Linked DNA regions of Sus scrofa: regions 2 and 3 are each linked to region 1. The links are chromatin contacts, called in public HiChIP or PLAC-seq and promoter capture Hi-C maps. All regions are on one chromosome and are shown on one strand. The core of a region is the stretch at or near the end of the contact, and the rest is flanking DNA. Distances in the headings are between cores, read along the strand shown.

Evidence for each region. Promoter capture Hi-C pulls out the DNA fragments that hold promoters and counts their contacts. HiChIP or PLAC-seq counts read pairs in DNA pulled down with a chosen protein or histone mark.
Region 2: an H3K27ac HiChIP or PLAC-seq map of alveolar macrophages shows a contact between it and region 1. The contact joins the promoter of NBEAL1 here to the promoter of SUMO1 in region 1. A contact is called at or near these places in 2 of 5 promoter capture datasets (fetal liver and liver), 1 of 47 Hi-C or Micro-C datasets (heart right ventricle) and 1 of 2 datasets of contacts at active chromatin or transcription factors (alveolar macrophages).
Region 3: a contact with region 1 is called in a promoter capture Hi-C map of liver, with 6 times the contacts expected there. The contact joins the promoter of WDR12 here to the promoter of SUMO1 in region 1. A contact is called at or near these places in 1 of 5 promoter capture datasets (liver) and 1 of 2 datasets of contacts at active chromatin or transcription factors (skeletal muscle).

Annotation. Positions count from the first base shown.
Region 1 is chr15:105,848,779-105,851,383 of Sscrofa11.1, reverse strand. SUMO1 (SMT3 suppressor of mif two 3 homolog 1 (S. cerevisiae)) reads left to right here and starts at 1,285. Exons shown (of 5, transcript NM_001112676.1): 1 at 1,285-1,296. The coding sequence starts at 1,285.
Region 2 is chr15:106,514,982-106,517,586 of Sscrofa11.1, reverse strand. It overlaps NBEAL1 (neurobeachin-like protein 1), which reads right to left and starts at 1,305. Exons shown (of 55, transcript XM_021075109.1): 1 at 1,150-1,305; 2 at 1-283. The coding sequence starts at 50.
Region 3 is chr15:106,409,416-106,412,020 of Sscrofa11.1, reverse strand. WDR12 (ribosome biogenesis protein WDR12) reads left to right here and starts at 1,298. Exons shown (of 14, transcript XM_003133592.6): 1 at 1,298-1,685; 2 at 2,332-2,379. The coding sequence starts at 2,339. It overlaps CARF (calcium-responsive transcription factor), which reads right to left and starts at 1,603. Exons shown (of 18, transcript XM_021075550.1): 1 at 1,481-1,603.

The sequences.
Region 1 (2,605 bases), core at 36-2,535:
TGCTGAGCATTTTTCAAATCCATTTGTATATCTTCTTGGGAGTAATTTCTATTCAGATCTTTGGTCCATTTAAAAATTGGATTATTTCTTTTTTTATAGTTGACTTATAATAGTCCTTTTTCATATTTTTAATATTAGACCTTTATCAGATATATTATTTGTAAACATTTTTTCCTATTCCTTAAGTTGTTTTTTCAACATAAAAGAAAGTTTTAATTTTGATGAAGTCTTATTTATGTTTCTTTGGCTGCCTGTGCTTTTGGTGTCATATCTAAGTAGCCTTTGCCTAATCCAAAGTCAAGAAGATTCATACCTACGTTTTCTTCTAAGCGTTTATAGTTTTAGCTCTTACATTTAGGACTTGATCCATTTTAAGCTAATTTTTCAAATGTTGGGAGATAGTGATCCAAATTCATTCTTTTGCATATGGATATCCAGTTGTCCCATTAACATTTGTTGAAAGACTTCTTTTACCATTGAATTATCCTGGCACTCTTGTCGAAAATTAATTGATGTGTGAAGATTTATTGATTTGTTCTGGAATCTCAATTCTATTCTATGCTTTTGCCAGTAGGGCCACGATATTTTGAAGACCTCATAGACAGACCATTCTTAAACTCAAAGCAACAAATTCAAGTATTGAAATTAGCTCCACCAGTTTAGAACTTTTCAGCAGCACCGTTTTCATCTATAGCCATCAAAATCGTGTCCAATGGGATGGTGTTTTATTTCGTTTAATGACGGTTCTGTGTTGGCCAGGGTTGGTTAACCAAAAATGACAGCTCTAGGGTAAGAAGTCCAATTGATTTTGGGAGGTTGTCAAACAAGGCCAGGGAGAGACAATAGAAGTATCTTGGCTCAGCCTTCAGAAACGCGCAAGGTGTCCGAGAGAGAGGGAGGAGTCGGGGCTGTCAGTACGGTTCCGAACGCTGACTTAGGCACCTGGAACTTTTCCCCGGGGGATGGGCTCGGGACCGAGGCACAGGGCCTGGTCTCAGGGCTGCTGAGGGGGCCTCGTTAATTCACTCGCGCGGCCACCACTAAAGCCGCCCTCAGCCCTCCCGCCTCCGGGAAGCCCCTCCACCCGTTTTCCCGCCTCGCCTTTCCTCTTTTCCCTATCCCTCCCCACAGCGCGTAGCGGAAGTGACGCGAGGCGTAGCGGAAGTCCCTCCAGCCGCGGTGTTGTGCTGTGGGGAAGAGAGACGGATTTGTAAACCCCGGAGCGAGGTTCTGCCTACCCGAGGCCGCTGCTGTGCGGAGACCCCGGGTGAAGTCACCGTCACCATGTCTGACCAGGTACTGGGCTGGGAGCAGTCCGATGGCGGTGGCGGAGGCCTTACTCCGTAGGTCCGTCTGCTGCTCGGCTGGGGCGGGGGGGGGGGGGATGGAGGCGCGGGGGAGGGGAGCGCGGAATGGGGGGAGGGGGTGGCCGGTGGGGACTTGGCTGGCAAGGGAGGGGAGTGGACTAGGGCTGGAGACGCCGGGGCCTGCCGCGGGCCTCTGGGAGCCGCCCTGTCCCTCACTGGGCTCACTCATCACCCCCTGTGCCCCAGCGCCTCTGGCCGCGGCCTCACTTAAGTCGTCCCCCTTCTTTCTCCGGGGCCGACCAGGTGCAGAGCCCAGCTTCCACTTCCCGGAGAGGGTCCCTGCGGAACCCGTCGTCTTGCCTCTCCAGAGGACTGGTTGCAGAAGCAGGGCCCTAGGCCCCAGTTATGTAACGGGAGAGAATCCCTGCCCAGGAAGCTCTGTGGCCCTGAAATGCGGGTGGACTCCACTTTCTGGTTCTTGGTCTTTAGATAGTCCCGGAGTGGGGGCGTGGGGGCCGGGGGAGGGAGACGCTGTCTCTCGTGTTGCTGGGAACCTAGAAAGCTCTGCTTTCCTTTGGGATTGCAGCTAGGGCCGGGCCGCCGCCGCTCTGCTCTGAGTCTTTTCCGTGTGGGGGTGCAGAGCTGTCGCCTCTTTTCTTGTACTTTCCCATTTCTTACTCGGGATTGGTTCAGCAGCTCTCCAGTTGCAAGAGAGCACTCAGAATAACCGAGAAACAAAGTAGAACAGAACTTCTAGAGCAACAGAAAGCATTTCATCTGGGCGTTAATCTGAAGATGACTGATACCTTTGAGGAAAGGGATAGGAAAACTTCTTGTATGTAGAGCAGTTGCAAACATTTGCAGAAAGGTACCTGTTACTGCAAAATGCTCTGTCTCATTAATATCAGGAGTTTATTTGGAATTTGCACTCAATCAGGAGTGTTCGATTTTCCGTGGTAAATTTTTCTTCCTCGTCCTTTTCTAGGTAACCATGTTTATGACCGATTTTTACATTTTAGAGTTTTTGGTCTGGACTTTGTTTTGTCGCTTAGATGACTTTGACTTTTTAGAGTAATTTTGGACCTTGCTTGTTTAGTGATAGTTACCTAGAAAATTGTTTTTCATTCAACAGTATAAGTTACTTGAACTTTTAAATTTAACACACTTATTCCCTTGGCTTTTAACCTAGTTCAGTTTTGTACCACTTGGTGATAGCAAGTGAAACTTTTGTGGATTTGTACTGTTGGGCAAAATGTACATTATTTTTTAAAGTTAAACCATAATTTAGATTGGTTTTG
Region 2 (2,605 bases), core at 56-2,555, 670 kb before region 1:
TTCGCACAATAAAGCATCCAAAGTTCGAAGAGTCTCTCTCTGGATGCCATTCTGGCTTTCACTCTGGCACTTTAATTTTTCCTCAAAAAAAAAAATTGTGTTCAAGACCACAGTATGTTCATTTTATTTTCCAAGTTTTTCAGCTGTTACAATAAAACTCAAAGCAGTAGGGAAAACAAAAAGAAGTGAAACAAAGGACGGTCTGCTTTCTGGTTAATAAGATTCAGTTTCAGCAGTTATTCCAACATATATTCATCAGTGGTCTTTGGGCAATTACATAAATCTGTAAAAGAGAAAAAGATGCAAGATTCCCTTTAACAAGAGGCCATATTAACAATTATGGGTTTATAAAAACTAGAGATTTATTTTCTTCACTGCCCACAAACAACTGGCTAAGCTTTCACAACTGATCGGATTTCACAGAAATTGGTATTTCAGAAAAACATCACAGCTAATACAATATTTCACATCAACAGAAAATCAGAATCCTCTTGGGCAGAACTCAAAGATGAGTATTTTTCATAACAAAAAATGTGTCCAATGATAGTAAGCAGCAAAAACGCCGTTCCCACTCATACATTTTCTATAAACATAAGAAAAAGCACACATACTGACATATTTCAAAGACAGAATCCCTTGGAATTCTCTAGGCTGCTTCTTAAAACTTCTTGGGAATGTTTGTCGCTGTGTTGCAGGGCAGGGCGTGGGGAGGAGGGGGAAGAATTTCTGGTTTGTTTGTTGCAACAATCCTCAGGGAGTGAAAGTCGACCTTTCCACCTGGCCTCGCTACCTCTCCATCCAGTTAAGGAGCGCACAAGGAAAACACCGGCGCGGCAAGGAAAACACCTCGGGAAAACCTCCGAGTGTTTTGGGGACCTTTAAATTTCCTCCTCGCATCCCGGGCAACCGAGAAAGGGAGGCAAACTTAATGCGAGCCGAGCCGCCAAGAGAAGCTTTGGCAAAGGGGCAACGCGAGCTTGGCGTTCCGCGACCCACTACCCACGCCCTCTCGACCGCATCCGGGTCGACCTCGCCCCCTCACGGCCGCCCCCCTCTCTACCGCGCCCTCACCCCCAAACACCCTGGGCCCTCCCATTTCTGCCACGCGGCCCCCTCTTCCCTACGACCCGCTCGCCTCACCACGCTCACATTGGGGGGTCGTGTTGCCGCCGCCGCCAGGCCGTCTAATCTGCTTCCCTGCCCCCCCCTTCCCCAGCGAAGCCCCGTGTCACCCCGCAGCTAAGCAGGCGGGCAGGAGAGGGAGGCGGGGCGGCGACCGCACGGGGCGGGGCGGGAGGCTGGGAGGGGGCCAGAGGAGGGGCTTTCCTCTCGGCTAATCATTCTGGCCTCTAAGGATTTACCCGCCCCAGGGCACTAGCTGTTCATTGGTTGCGAAGGCTGGGAAGGGGCGGGATGACCTGAAGCCTCGCCCCAGCATACCTGCGCAGTCGCAGTCGACCCGGCTTCTGAAGACCCGGCGGCCGGTTCCCGGTGGGGCGCTCCTGTCGGCCCCGAGCTGAACGAGACTAAGGACCGACGACGTGCTTACGTCCACCCGTTGCTGCTGCCGGGGATGGGCAGACAGAGCGTTCGGCTCGTGGCGTCATTTCCGGGAATCATTGGAGGGCAGGGAACCCTACGGTGATAACTAAAGAGGATTTCATTTTGATTTCTTTTTGTAAAAAGGGGATTGGTCCTGAGAGTGTACGCTAATGTAAGAACAGACAATTGCTCCCACACGCACCCCAAAATCCTTTATCGTGTTTGTGTCTCATACTTCCGCTGTCGCTGAGTGTCAAGCACAACGGGCTTGTTTCATCACTACTAAAGAATTAAAAGGGCTTTGCTCTTAAAAAAAAAAAAAAAAAAAAAAGATACGAAAGGAAAACAACTGCATTTACTAGCTATAGACCACTTTAGGGGGAAAGGTGCTTAAGGAGTTGGGGAAAGACGCATGAGATTAGTACACCTAAACATTTTTAAAAAACTTTTATTGTGAAAAATGTCAAACAGTATACAAAAGTAAACTAGTATAATGAAATCCCGTATACCATCACTAGTGTCCCATCTTCCTTCCATCAATATCAGTAGCTGGCAAAGTGTACAGAGAAAAAATATTTTAGGTTTTGCAGACCATCCTACTTGAAAACTTAACAAAAATCAAAATAATATGTCATGATATGTGAAAATTAGATGAAATTCAAATTCCATTGTTTTTAAAGTTTGTTGGAAAACAGCCATACTCATTCCTTTACAATTGCTCCCTAAGGTAGCAGAGTTTTGAATAATTTGGGGTAGTTGTTAGCAAACTGTGCCTTTTCAAAATCTCTTGGTTCTCCAGCAGACCTGTGAAATGACATGTGAAAATTTTGGAAGTGGCAGGAGGAGAAGAAATTACCCTTGTTGCCATATTCCCCGTTTTAGTAATTAGCTGCTTCATTCTCCTAGAACCTAACAAGTATCCTCGCTGTCTTTTTTATATATGTCACATTCAGACTAAGCCTTTCAGCTGTATCTTCAAAACACATCTAACTATTTTTCTACACCACTACCACCAGGATGTGAGTTACTACTAAATCTTTTATGGATTATTGTAGTAGCCTCC
Region 3 (2,605 bases), core at 49-2,548, 560 kb before region 1:
AAAGTTTCAAGCTTCAGGTGGTCTAACTAAGACATACAGTTCTTAAAATTACAATGATGCACATGGTTAAATGACCACGGATTCTACTTGCAAGTCTAGTCCTTTCCTAGGCCCTCAGCACAGAGGTTTTTTCATTTTACTCTTCTAATCATGAGGCTAGTCCTTATTCACGTTGTCAAAGCTTCTAGTTCACCTGGTATCTAAAGGGTAATGGTGGTAATAATAGTTAACATTTACTCTGTGGCACTTAATCTCACAGTTGACCAAGATGTGTCACAGAGAAGTTATTAAGTAGCGGAGGCAGGATTCGAAATAAGGCATTCCGGTTCCACTACCCACATTCTAAGGTGAGTAAACGGAAAACGGTCCTAATTTCACTGTCATTGCTGCTAATAACAGATTATTTTTCGCTTACAATTGTTTAAATTCCTTCTCATAGTCTATGATTGATTTAAAAACCAGGCGTCTACTTAATCGTAGTACATCTTTAAGCAACGTAACCAAGGAGAGCTTTAGTTGTTTTCACCTGCACACATACCCCTTCCCAAAATTTTGCAATCCAGTTCTGCCTTACTCTAAACTGCTGTCTCTTTAAATTTCCCTCTTGGAGCTTCTCTAATGAATGCCTTAAAAAGCGACTATGAAATCTAGATAGTATCTCTCCATCCATCTTCCCTCAAAAAAACAACTCGGTTGCATTAGAATAACTCCCGGGACCATTTGGTCTTTGGGTGACTTCAAAAAAAAAAAAAAAAAAAAAGAAAAGAAAAGGTAAAAAACCGTAGAGAGTGTGGGAGGACGCCTTTCTCCTTCTAGATAGTATCTCTCCATCCATCTTTCCTCAAAAAAACAACTCGGTTGTATTAGAATAATTCCCGGGACCATTAGGCCTTTGGGTGACTTCAAAAAAAAAAAAAAGAAAGAAAAGGTAAAAAACCGTAGAGAGTGTGGGAGGACGCCTTTCTCCTTCTAAAAGGAAATTAAAAGGGGGCTCCTAAAGAGAAAAAAAGAACTCTAAAAAGCGGGGCGCGGGGCTGCGCATGGGACTACACACTGGGCGCTCCAGCCCAGGGGTCCGAATCCAAGGCGGTTCTTCCTTGCGCTCTGAAACCCTCCTAAAAACACGAACTTCCACCTTCTCCAGCGAACCCCGTCCCGGGCGGGGCGCAGTAGGCCTCGACACATAGGGCCCCGAATACCGCCCAAGGTGGGGCGCTGAAGGCGCCACCGACGCCGGGTTGCAGCAGGGGGCGGGGGCCGGCGGTTGCTCAGGGACCGGGCGGGTCAAGAGGCGGCGGGAGGAGGAGGCAGCAGGAAGAAAGGGGGGTTGGGAGGTAGTGTCCCGTCCGTCGGCGCAGACAGCTCTCCCAAACCTCGGACTCCCCCAGTCCCACCGCGGCCGAGCGCCCTATAGGGCGAGAAGGGAAGTCCAAAAAGTGCTGGAGTAGAGGGAAGAAAATTCAAAACGAGTCTACTCAACCTCGTCTTGGCTCCGAGGCCCCGCCATGGAGACCCTCACAGTGCGCAGGCGCACCCCTCCGGGAGCGCGCAGCGCAGTCGCTCGAGATAAGACCACTATCAGCCACCGTCGCGTTTCCCTTCTGATTCGTTCTTTCTTTCGTATCCCCTCCTCTCACCTGGATCTAAAGCTTGAAGCTAGTGGCGAAACACCAAGAAAAATCTCGGTAGACCGAAAGTGTGATTGGGAGTATGCTTGAGCAGATAAGCCCGGAAAGGCTTTCGTGAATTAAAGCTGATGGCAGAGGAAATATAATAGATATTTGGCTGGAGTCGGGAAGGTTTAATGCAAATAAGATATCCCTAGGGGAGAGAGGCAAGAAAGACTACAATTCCCAGTGGGTACAGCTTCTGACAAGCGCTGCTTTCTGGGGTTTGTAGTATCTAGGAGCTGTGTTTGAATTATCGGGCCTAAGGATGGCCTCTTTAAAAAAAAAAGAGAGAGAGAGAGAGCGCGGATAAGCGGATTTGAATCAGGCCTCTCTGTATTTTCATAATCGAGCGCAAGCTTAAATATATATATTTTTTAAATACAAACAAAATTAAAGGGAAACGTCGCCTTTAAGACTATGCCTTACTAATCGATGACTCCTAAATCTAGGAATAGGTAGTCGATGTTTGTGGGCTGGGCCTTGTGGAAGGGGAGCCTCGTGGTGCTTTCTGGCTAGGCAGGCCGGAGGAAGGAAAGCGGAAGCCCGGAGTTGGACTGCAGTTTTTCATATACACGTGCAGTGTAATTTTGAGCAACCTCTTTTTGTAGCCTTAAAGACCCGAGCACGGGTTATCTAACTGTTACCCTGTACGTTTCTGTAGGCAAGCCATGGCTCAGCTCCAGACACGCTTCTTCACTGACAACAAAAAGTAAGTATGCTTACTCTCTTCCTCTACCCACTTCTCCCTTCCCTGGGATTCTTTGAAATGACCGCTTAGGGATGGCCTTGTGCATCCCTGGTTGTCTTTGCCGTCAACTCACTTTTTCTGTTTTGCTAGACTCCTCGCTTGAGCGCGTTTTCCGCCCGGGTGAAAGCAGTACCTAGCGAGAATTTCTCAAGGATCACCGATCCTTCTGCCTGGCTTCTCAAGCTCT